Regions from separate parts of the Gossypium hirsutum genome. Here region 1 is linked to region 2. The links are chromatin contacts, called in public Hi-C maps. All regions are on one chromosome and are shown on one strand. Each heading gives the region's core, a stretch centred on a gene start, on an enhancer-like site or on the middle of the called end of the contact. The rest is flanking DNA. Distances are from core to core; before and after follow the strand shown. Region 1 holds the start of LOC107918310 (auxin-responsive protein SAUR21). Region 2 overlaps LOC107919549 (a long non-coding RNA gene).

Region 1 (5,663 bases), core at 1,006-3,505, 430 kb after region 2:
AATGGCCAATGCTTACAAATCAATATTAGGGCTGAAAATTCATACTGTTGTCTGTTGACAAAACAGTGTGCCCTACAGATTAGAAAATAAACAATCCATGACTGTGAAAAAGATTGCCTTCATTAATAACTCTGGCCTGGTCTAAAACTTATAATGGGGAAAAAATGGCCAATGGCGAACAGGCTAAAGATTGGAAACTGGCACTCAAGATTTTAAGTATAGAAAGCTCTTTGAGCTTGGCTAAACATGCTTCGGACAAAAAGGAAATATGAACAAGAAAATGTTGGAAAGGATTAGACTAATTGGATAAGTAAAGCCGAAAAAGAGAATAGGGTACGCTGCAAAGCTGGATGCATGAAATAAATTTTAATTTAACATGGAAGCAACCAAAAATAAATGGTTGTGATAGAAGCTATGTTCAATAAGCCAAGGTTATCTAGTAGTATGTAATATGCACCTTGTCCTAGGATTTTTGATAGATCTATGGTGAATATTATTAGTATATACCGTCCCTTCAAATGATACTTGATTAAAAAGATATATTTTTTCCCTGCAATAAAATGCTAATATCAGATCTATTCAGAACCACCAAATTGACACTTGAAGATCAGTGACACTTAAAATAGTGGCTTGATACACGTCTTGGAGCTTGTCCTATTGCTTCGTTTTTCTGTTCGAGTTATTGTTCGTGTTCTGTTCGTGTATTCGAGATTTTCCTCGCTTGAGGTTCCGCACTAACAACAAATCCATGTAATATACATGAAGTTCAGATGATCAGTAGTCTAAGTGCTTCTAATGTCATTTGTTACTTTCCAGACCAATAATATACCATCATAGCAGAAACTATGGCAGCAAACAAGGTACGCGTAGTATCCGCACACATGGCAGCAAACAAGGTACGCGTAGTATCCGCACATATTTGAATTCAACAGCCCCGAATTCAGTAACATAGGGTGAAGTGACAAAATGAAACAGCACACATTAACCATCAGAAACGAAATTCATGAAAAGAACGAGTCAACTTTTTGTTTTTCCTAAGTGGTCATTTATATATTTGTTAGATTAAGTACACAAGGGCGGGCATGGGATCGCAGAAAACAATCCACCATATACACTCGCTTTCCTAAAAGAATCTATCTCTGCTTGGTTAGCCATTTTCATACATTTTATATCATTTCTTCCTATGAGCTTTCCAGATTGCAGGTGAGTTCAATGAATGCTTCTTCGTTGCAGGGGACAGTCAGAGCACCCATAGGATGATTAAATCCATACTCTTCTTCAGCTTGACTCAGTAAATTCTGGAATGAAGGATGCTTCAGGAATGAGAGTGGGACAACAAATCTCTTCCTTTCAGCTTCTCCAACATAAACAGCAAAGTGGCCTTTAGGTACCGTTGTTGTCTCCGAAGATGAAAGAGTCCGTTTTAGATTCTTCTTAGCACTAACAATTCTCTGCAAGTGCAAACCCATTACTTTGTGATTTGTGATTTTTTCTTTTACAAGTACTTGACTGTCTAGGAATGGCTTTGGCAATTGGCACAGAGAGAGCAAATTCTTTATGGTCATTGGTAAGCAGTCACAGGCAAATTGAATGGTGAAGACTGAAGAAAGAGTACCTTAGAGACGTATGTTGTGAGGAATCACGTGGCCTTGAGCCCCAACAAAGAATAACATTTTGACAAAGTAGGTACCTTAGTCTATTCTGTTGCAATCTATAATAGGCCACCATTCGATGAAACCGACAATCATGGCCCATTTCAAATACTATATATCGTTCAACCATGGCCAGATGATAATGACTTTACGTAGCAGATTATATGGATGAAATATCATGAAGCAAAATAATCAAAATAATCATATCCACTAGCGACTATGAGTCAGTATGCAAGGCCCTAAATGTTTGGTAATGATAAGGATCAAAGACCAGACTTGCTTATGCTGTTTGTTCTGTATGAATCTTTCGGTGATGATAAGTATCAAAGACCAGCCTTGCTTGTATGATCGAGTGGTTTTAGGAAACTTTGGTGGGTGAAATTTTGATTTTAAGGGATGATAAGTTGAAAACAAGCTCTAAAACATCCTAGAAATGATGTTATGCCAATTATGTCTAGAATCACTAAATATTGACTCCAGACATACATGGATTCTACAATGAAAGTTTGAATTAGTTGATCCTGTCAACTACAATTTGTATCAGGAACTTGTACGCAAAGCAAAAGTCAACCCTCGAGTAACTCTAACGTGCACACCCCACCTTGATGCTGAAGTGTCCAAGTGCGTGCCATTTTCGTATTAACTAATCAATAGCTGAGCTGATCATTAATTTGCCTTATTGCACTGCTTCCGGACAAGTTCTAAGTTACATTAATGCTACAGTTGGTAATAGCCTGAAATGAGATTATATTCCACCATGACAAAAAGGATCCATGTCTTCCATGGAATTGTAAGAAGTATGGCTAGGTTTTCGGTAATTAACTCTATAAACTGCTTTTATTGGGTTTAATCTAATGTCATTTGGCCAATTCCCTCGTAATAGATATTAGATAATGAGCCCTAATATGTAAGTAAGAAAATACGAAACGGAGAAAGAAATGATAGACCGCAAGCAAGTGGCAGATCACTTCTGTAAGGTATAAATTCTGTGAACTGATTAATATTTTACCATCTGGCAGAAGTCGTAGTGTCGAATAGATAGGGACTGTACATATAAAAATCCAAACACTTCTTCAACTAGACAAAACAAGCTCTGACATGAAGGCTGCTTCAAGTAGGAGATTGGAACAACAAATCTCTTCTTTCGAGTCTCTCCATATAGACAGCTAAATGGCCTCCAGGCAAGACAGTGGTCTCTCTGGAAACAAAAAGAATGTTCCAAACAAACTTCTTAGCTTTAACAAACCTAGGAACAGGGAAAGCCTTGACTTAATTAATTTGCATCTCTTTAAAGTTAATTGGATATTGAGATATATGTCTTAAGTTTTGGATAACAGGAAAAGGTGAAAAGAATTGCTGTATAGCAATACGTGGCATACGTGAATTTATATTCCAAAGTTTCTTTGACCAGTAAATGACAGTAATTTAAGTGGTGAAGATAGGACTCACTTTAAAGGGTTTTGTTTAAGGTCGACATATGTCATGAGTCACATGGATTTGCCTTCCACTAGCTACATTGGTAAGATTTCCAAAGATATGCTAATATAACTTTTTCAATCATGAATTATCATGGCCTACCAATCCATAGAAAAGAAAAAGAGAAATTTATGGTGGTCCAGCTGAAATTCTTCTGAATTTCTCATGGACTATATGATTACAATGCATGTCCAAGGCCAACATATCAATGGGTGAAAGTCTGAAAGAAGAAAACTGCTATAGACTATATGCAGATCAAACTATTCATTGTTTTGCTAAATGGCATGCCAATACATAGTTGCATGCATGTTTCCTGATTCACTAAATGATCAATTCTGTTGGTGCAAGAGGCAGCAGCAAGCTGATTTCAGCTTTGCTTAAACAGCAAGTCTCGAGGCTTGCAGCAGAAACAATCAAGGAAAAAAAAACTTACAATGGAAAACAGAAAAGAAAGAGAGAGATTTGAATGAAAATGAGCTGAATTTTCATTAACCTTTTAAGAAGGCATGATGCCAATACATATAAGGGATTACAATAGCAAAACAAACAAGTTACCACCTAATAACTTACCTAACACCACTAATTTGCCTAGTAACTTGGTAAACTTGTTTGAATACATAAACAGCTACCTAAACTTGTCATTCATCACTTAGTTACATCAAAATGCAGCTACCAACTAAGTTTGATCCTAACTAAATACAAAACATTCATTTAAAGAAACTAAATGAATAGCTTCAGCTTGCTGCACCAATTTGCTATTGAAGCACGTTCCCTGCATGGCCACCTTTGCTGCTGCATGGGAGCTGACTTCAACACTCCTCCTCAGCTTCTATGCAGCAGACTCCTAGTTCCCTCTTTAGGCTTAGAAATCTTGATACACCAAGAGACTTTGTGAAGATATCAGCAATCTGATTTTCAGAGCTGCAATGAATCAGCTCAATTTCTCGAGCTTGTTCCATCTCCCTTATCACATGCAGTTTAATATCGAAGTGTTTTGTCCTACCATGGAAGACAGGATTTTTGGCAATAGCAACTGCTGACTTGTTGTCACAATGTATCACAGTTGCTTCATTCTGGTGTAGGTTTAAATCACTCAAAATTTTTCTCAGCCACACAGCTTGATTAACAGCATTAGCAGCTGCTACATACTCAGCTTCAGCTGTTGACTGAGCCACCATTGTTTGTTTTCTTGAGCTCCAACAAATCATTGCAGAGCCAAGTGTAAAAGCATAACCAGAGGTGCTCTTCATGTCATCTTTTGAACCAGCCCAATCGCTGTCTGTATAGCCAATCAATTTCAACTCCTTGACCCTTTTGAAACATATACCATGGTTCAAGGTACCTTTGATATACCTCAGAACCCTTTTTCCTGCTTTGTAATGCTGCTGATTACAGCAATGCATGAATCGTGACAGCATGCTCACAGCAAATAGAATATCAGGTCTTGTTGCTGTCAAATACAACAAACAGCCAATAAGGCTTCTATAATCTGTTTCACAGACAGATTCATGTTCCTCTTGGCTCGATAGCTTCATGCCAATAGCCATTGGTGTGCTCATTGGTTTACAATTCTCCATTGAGAATTTAGCCAGCACTTTCAAGGCAAATGTCTTTTGTTTCAAGAGGGTTCCTCCTTCTACTTGATTGACTTCCATTCCTAGGAAATATGTCATCAATCCTAGGTCTGACATCTCAAACATTTCCTTCATTTTTGTTTTGAAATCAGCCAACATAAACTTGTCTCCTCCAGTCACTAGAAGATCATCAACATACAGTGACACAATAAGCTGTGTTTCAGCTCCATTCCTCTTAACATAGAGTGTTGGCTCACTAGCACTCCTTTCAAATCCCAAACTGACCAGGTATGAGTCAATTCGAGCATACCAGGCTCGAGGGGCCTGTTTTAGGCCATACAAGGCCTTTCTTAGCCTATACACGAAATGTTCCTTACCAGGCATTATAAAACCTGGGGGTTGCTCGATATATATCTCCTCTTCTAAGAATCCATTAAGGAATGCAGACTTGACATCCATTTGGTGGATTGTCCACTGGTTCTGAGCAGCAACTGCAATCAGCAATCTGATTGTATCGAGTCTGGCTACTGGAGCAAATGTTTCCAAGTAGTCCAGACCATACCTTTGACTGAAGCCCTTCACAACTAGCCTGGCCTTTAGCTTGTTTAAATTTCCATCTGCATTGTGCTTCACTCGATAGACCCATTTTACACCAATGGTCTTTCTGTTGGCAGGCTTTTTAACCAACTCCCATGTCTGGTTCTTCACAATCATGTTGATTTCATCAACCATAGCCTGTTTCCAACCTTCATCTGCTTCAGCTTCTTCAAAACTACTAGGTTCTGCTATAGCAGCTTGTGCTCTTTCATAAATCTCATCTAGCGGTCTTGTGCCTCTCACAGGCGCATCATCAACATCCATTTTAAGACCAAGGTGCTCGAGTTCAGCTTGATTAGGCACCAGGTCTTCTGAAGCAGCTTCTGGTTTACTCTTTTCCCAATTCCAGCAAGCCTTCTCATCG
Region 2 (4,915 bases), core at 2,339-4,838:
CTTCTTACTCGAATCAGGGATAATGAAACATCAGAATTTTCAGTCCTTTGCCAAAACAAAATTGAGTTCTTCGGAATCAAGACAAAAATTTTCCGATCTCAGCTCGTGTCCTTCGAAATCATTCATTTTCAAAACCGATCCTTTCTTTATTCACAATGTCTTCTACTGAATTTGGAGCCTCCTTTATCCAGTATTTCGGCCATTCATAACTTCTTCCCTCTTTTGCTAGTGTGTGCGCTGCAGTATTGGCCGATCTAGGTACAAATCTAAATGTTATCTTTGTGAAATTTGCGCATTTATTCTGGACTGCTTTAATCACATTGCTGATACAAGATCTGTCTTCTCCTGTAGCAGTTACCCCTTTAATTATCGTCAACGCGTCACCTTCCACGCAGATCTCCTTGAAACCTAATTCCTCTCCAAAAGTGACCGCATGCAAACACGCCCAGGCTTTTGGTAGTTATGGTGTCGAGATGTTTAAGAACGGGTAAATGCATGCAGCCATAATCAATCCATTTTTATTTCTTGCAATTATACCTGCCTTAGAAATGTTAAGACTCTGTTGAAAGGAGGCATCAAAATTAATTTTGATTATATTCCTATCAGGTGGTTCCCATTTGATTTTTTTAGGCATAGTTCTTGTCATAAAAACGCCTTCAATAAAATCGTTCTCCGATAAGTATGCGTTAATAAAAGAAATCACCTCTTGTTCATTTGGGGTTTGTCCCTCGTGATATATTCTGTTTCTGTTGAACCATATTGCCCAGAAAGAAATCATAAGAGTTCTACATTTTTTGCTTTCATTTTCATAGAAGAAATCCACTAACCAATTTTGCCATTCTTGTTTTCTGTCTGAGGTTGAGTCTTCGATTCTCAGATCTTGCAGGATTTTTCTTGTGAATTTACAATCTCGGAATAGATGTGCCACAGTTTCCTCATCCTTCTTGCAAACTGGGCAACAAGCATTTCTCACCAAGCCTTTAGTTTTTGAAATTGTAAAGCGTAGGCAAAAACCCCTTCGAAAGTTTCCACACGTGTATTCAGATTTTAGCTGCTACTTTAATCTTCCACATCTTTGTAAAGAAAGTATGCATTCGAGAATTCTGTGAAGCGGTGTTGTCTTCTTTTTTATGTAAATTTTCTGTAAAAGCCATCTGTAACCGCTTTTGATTTTGTAATTTCCTGATTTATCACCCCGCCATATCAAGATATTCGGCTGGCTTGGACATACTAGTGGAATCATAAGAATCCGATTTATTGCCTCTTCATCGAACAGAATTCTAAGGGATTCAATATTCCAGGTAAATTCTTCCATCTCAATTAAATCATTTACTTTTGTAAAGTTATGTTCATAGTCTGACAATGTACTCGACCCTCCCCAGGTCCTGATAGCCAATTATCATTCCATATATTAATAGAGGCACCATTCCCCAGTTTCCATCCCAATCCTTGTTCCAGTAAGGAGCGGGCATTCCAGATACTTCGCTAGGTAAACGATGTGTAAGCTCCCAGTCTTGCACTTAGAAAATCACCTCTTGTATAATATTTAGCTTTCATTACCTGTGCAAGCAAACTGGTGGGGTTCATAATTAGATTCCATCCTTGTTTGGCTAACAAGGCAACATTAAACTTTGATAAGTCCCTAAACCCCATCCCCCCTTGCGATTTCGTATTACACATGGCTGATCAGCTGCACCAATGAATGCCTTTATTTGTAACTGTATCACGTCACCAGAATATGTTAAACGTGTTTTCTAATTCCCTGCAAAAAGAATTTGATAACATAAAACATTGCATTGCCTAAATTGGAACTGCCTGTAACACCCATTTTATCAACACTTCTTTTCCGCCAATAGATAAAAACCTCACGCTCCAACTCTTTAATTTTTTAATAATTTTTTCTTTGATATTGTTAAAAGCATGCCTTTTGCGTCTCCCCATCATTGCTGGTAATCCCAAATATTTCTCGGGATTATTTGTAATTCAAACGCCAAAGATTCTCTCCACTTTCTCCCTATTGCTAAAACTTGTATTTTTGCTGAAGTAAATTAGGGTTTTATCAAAATTAATAACTTGGCACGATATATTTTCATAATCAGTTACCACAATATAATCAGTTACCACAGTTTTTATCGCTCTTGCACCTTCCTCTGTCGCTTCTCCAAACAGTATGCTATCATCCGCAAAAAATAAATGCGTGATTGCCAAACTACTTCTTCCTATCTTGGCTCCTTTAATAAAATCTGCACTTTTTTCCCTTGTGATCAGATTGGAGAAACCTTGTGCACATATAATAAATAGGGGATCCCCTGTCTTAATCCCTGACTAGGTTTAAATTCTTTTCCTTGTACCCCATTCAAAACCACTGAGTATGTCACTGTCGAAACACTTCATAATTAAAGTAATCCAACAATCACAGAAGCCCATTTTTTCCATAATTTTTTCAATGAAATTCCATTCAACCCTGTCGTACGCCTTACTCGTATCGATTTTTAAGGCAAATGATTCTGTCAATCCTTCCTTTTTCTTTTTGAACGAATGTAGAATTTCATATGTCACAAGAATATTGTCTGTGATCTATCTTCCTGAAATGAAGGCGCCTTGCTACTCATCAATACATGTATTCAGTACCTTCCTAAATCTATTGACCAATATCTTTGATATTATTTTGTAGAGCACATTACACAAACTGATCCGTCTGAATTGATTCATGTTGCTTGGTGAGTTTGTTTTGGGGATTAAAATAATATTTGTTCTATTAATTTCTTGCAGATCTTTCCTTTTAGCATATCTAAACAATAGTTGCAAATATCGTCCCCTATAATATATTTTTTTATAAAAAAAAAGCAGGAAAGCCATCTTTATGCTTTTAGCGGTGACATTGATTTCACAGCTTCAACAACTTCTTCATTTTGAAAATCCGCCATTAAATCTTCATTCAAAAAATCCGATATGCAAGGTTGACTACTTTCGAATATCCTATCACCTTCGCCTACTGCCTTAGATGTGAAAAGATCTTGAAAAAAAATGAGAAGCAATGTTAATAAGTTCAGATTCTTCATCCACCCATCTCCCATTAACGTCGTTAAGGCCTCTAATTGTGTTTTTCTACTTTCGCCCGTTTGCAGCCTTATGAAAAAAAGAAGTAATCTGATCGCCCAATTTAAGCCAATTGACTCTAATTGTGTTTTTAAAATCCGTGATTTGTGCTAAGACTTCATAGGTGGGATCATCTTCGTACAGCTCCAATTTAGAGAATAACCCTTGTTTTCTTCCTTCTCTCCATGCCTTGTTCTTGCTAGCCCATCTACTTAAATTAGTCCCAGGCATAGATAATTTCTCAGGAACGTCTCCCATACAGGCCTTCCAACCCTCAATCACTTGTTCTTCAAAATTTTCATCCAATACCCAATTAGCATTGAATCTGAAATAAAACGGTCTGGCAAGATTTCGTTCTTCAACTTTTCCTGTTGTATTAAGCATAATTGGACAATGATCAGAAAAACTATGTGGCCTATGCTCAATCGAGTATCCTGGAAAATGGTCCCACCATCCAGTATTTGCCACTCCCCTGTTGAGTCTCTCTCTAATGTTATTACTTGGTAGCCTTCCTCTTTTCCAAATAAACCACTGTTCTGAAAAACCTAAATCGCTTAAATCACATTCTCGTAAAACCTCTCGAAAAGCGCTCATTTGTCTTTTATCTCATACACGTCCCCCTTTCTTTTTCAAATGAAAACATTATCTCATTAAAATATCCCATCATGACCCATGGTGAATCATATTCCTTTTCAAGATGTCTTTTTAAATTTCATAAATCTTTTCTCAATCCTTCCACATGTACTCCATAAAAGCCAGTAAATCTCCATATTTTCTCTTCCAATTCTTTAAAGTTATGTGCACCTCCTCCTTCTAACCTAACAATAAGCCTCCTTTTGAACCATTTGCTCCTATATTAATTCCATTTCTAAAACCATAGTTTTTCCTTATTCTTTCCATTTTTCTTGTGTTTACTTTTGTTTCAATAAAAAACAAAATTTGGGGCCTATTTTGTCTCAGACTATGTTTGAGACGATGGATTACTCGTAATTACCCCAACCCGCAAACATTCCAACTTAGGATTTTCATTGCGGCCTTACTAGCAGCCGGCTCTAATTCATTATCTTTGTTGGAACTCACCAATTCATATGAGTTGATTTCTTCTTGACCTTCACAATGTAATCTTTGTCTTTTTTGGCATTCCCTTATCGCAAGCGGTCTGTCCTCTTCTTCTTGCACTACTTCTTTGCCTTTGATAGACACTCTTTCATTAATTAATGAATTAAAGAATTTTGCCCTAGATTGAACATTCCCCTTTCCAGTCATTCTATGATTTCCCAACTTGCTACCCCTGTTTTCCCATGGAGATTCATTTGATTGATTTCCCCTGTGTTGTTTGCAATTTGTTCTTTCCTCTACTTTGACCCCCTCTCTTGGTTCCTTTCGTAGCCATGGGCTTGTCATTTGCATCACTCTCTTTGATTGCGCCCTTAGCGAACTATCCCACCCGAACTCCACATTCTATTCTTCCATTGTTAATCGAACCGGGCAGAAGCCTTCCCTGTGCCCTAATCTTCCACAAAGGAAATAAAACATTGTAATTTTCTCATATTGAAATTGTGCGTAAACTGAATTATTCTTGTCAAAAATAACTTTTTTTCTTTCGTTTTAGGGGAACACGAACATTAAATTTCACTCTAATACGCATGAATTCCCCCCCTCTAGTAATCAAATTCGTATCATATTCTAAAAATTGACTGATTAAGTTCCTGAATTGATTTGTCATTCCTTCAGTCAAGAACCCTAATGGTAGGTTATGAACTTGCCCCCAAAAGATAGCATGGTTCAATGGAATTTGTAATGGATCCTCCCCCCT

The links. Hi-C and Micro-C count contacts between places; a contact is called where the count stands out from the background.
Region 1: a Hi-C map of leaf shows a contact between it and region 2, with 2.3 times the contacts expected there. The contact joins the promoter of LOC107918310 here to the enhancer-like site in region 2. A contact is called at or near these places in 4 of 34 Hi-C or Micro-C datasets (all in leaf).

Annotation. Positions count from the first base shown.
Region 1 is chrD13:24,987,259-24,992,921 of Gossypium_hirsutum_v2.1, forward strand. LOC107918310 (auxin-responsive protein SAUR21) reads right to left here and starts at 2,256. Exons shown (of 1, transcript XM_016847836.2): 1 at 611-2,256. The coding sequence starts at 1,565. The coding sequence ends at 1,182. It also overlaps the pseudogene LOC107918309.
Region 2 is chrD13:24,558,378-24,563,292 of Gossypium_hirsutum_v2.1, forward strand. LOC107919549 (a long non-coding RNA gene) reads left to right here. Exons shown (of 3, transcript XR_001690383.2): 1 at 1-258; 2 at 355-1,301; 3 at 1,383-1,592. Among protein-coding and RNA genes, the nearest start is that of LOC107919549, 2.5 kb to the left of the region's middle. Within about 2 kb of position 3,589, at least 3 of the 9 cell types and tissues checked have an H3K27ac peak or open chromatin away from gene starts, as enhancers often do. A contact at or near this core is called in leaf, where this site is marked.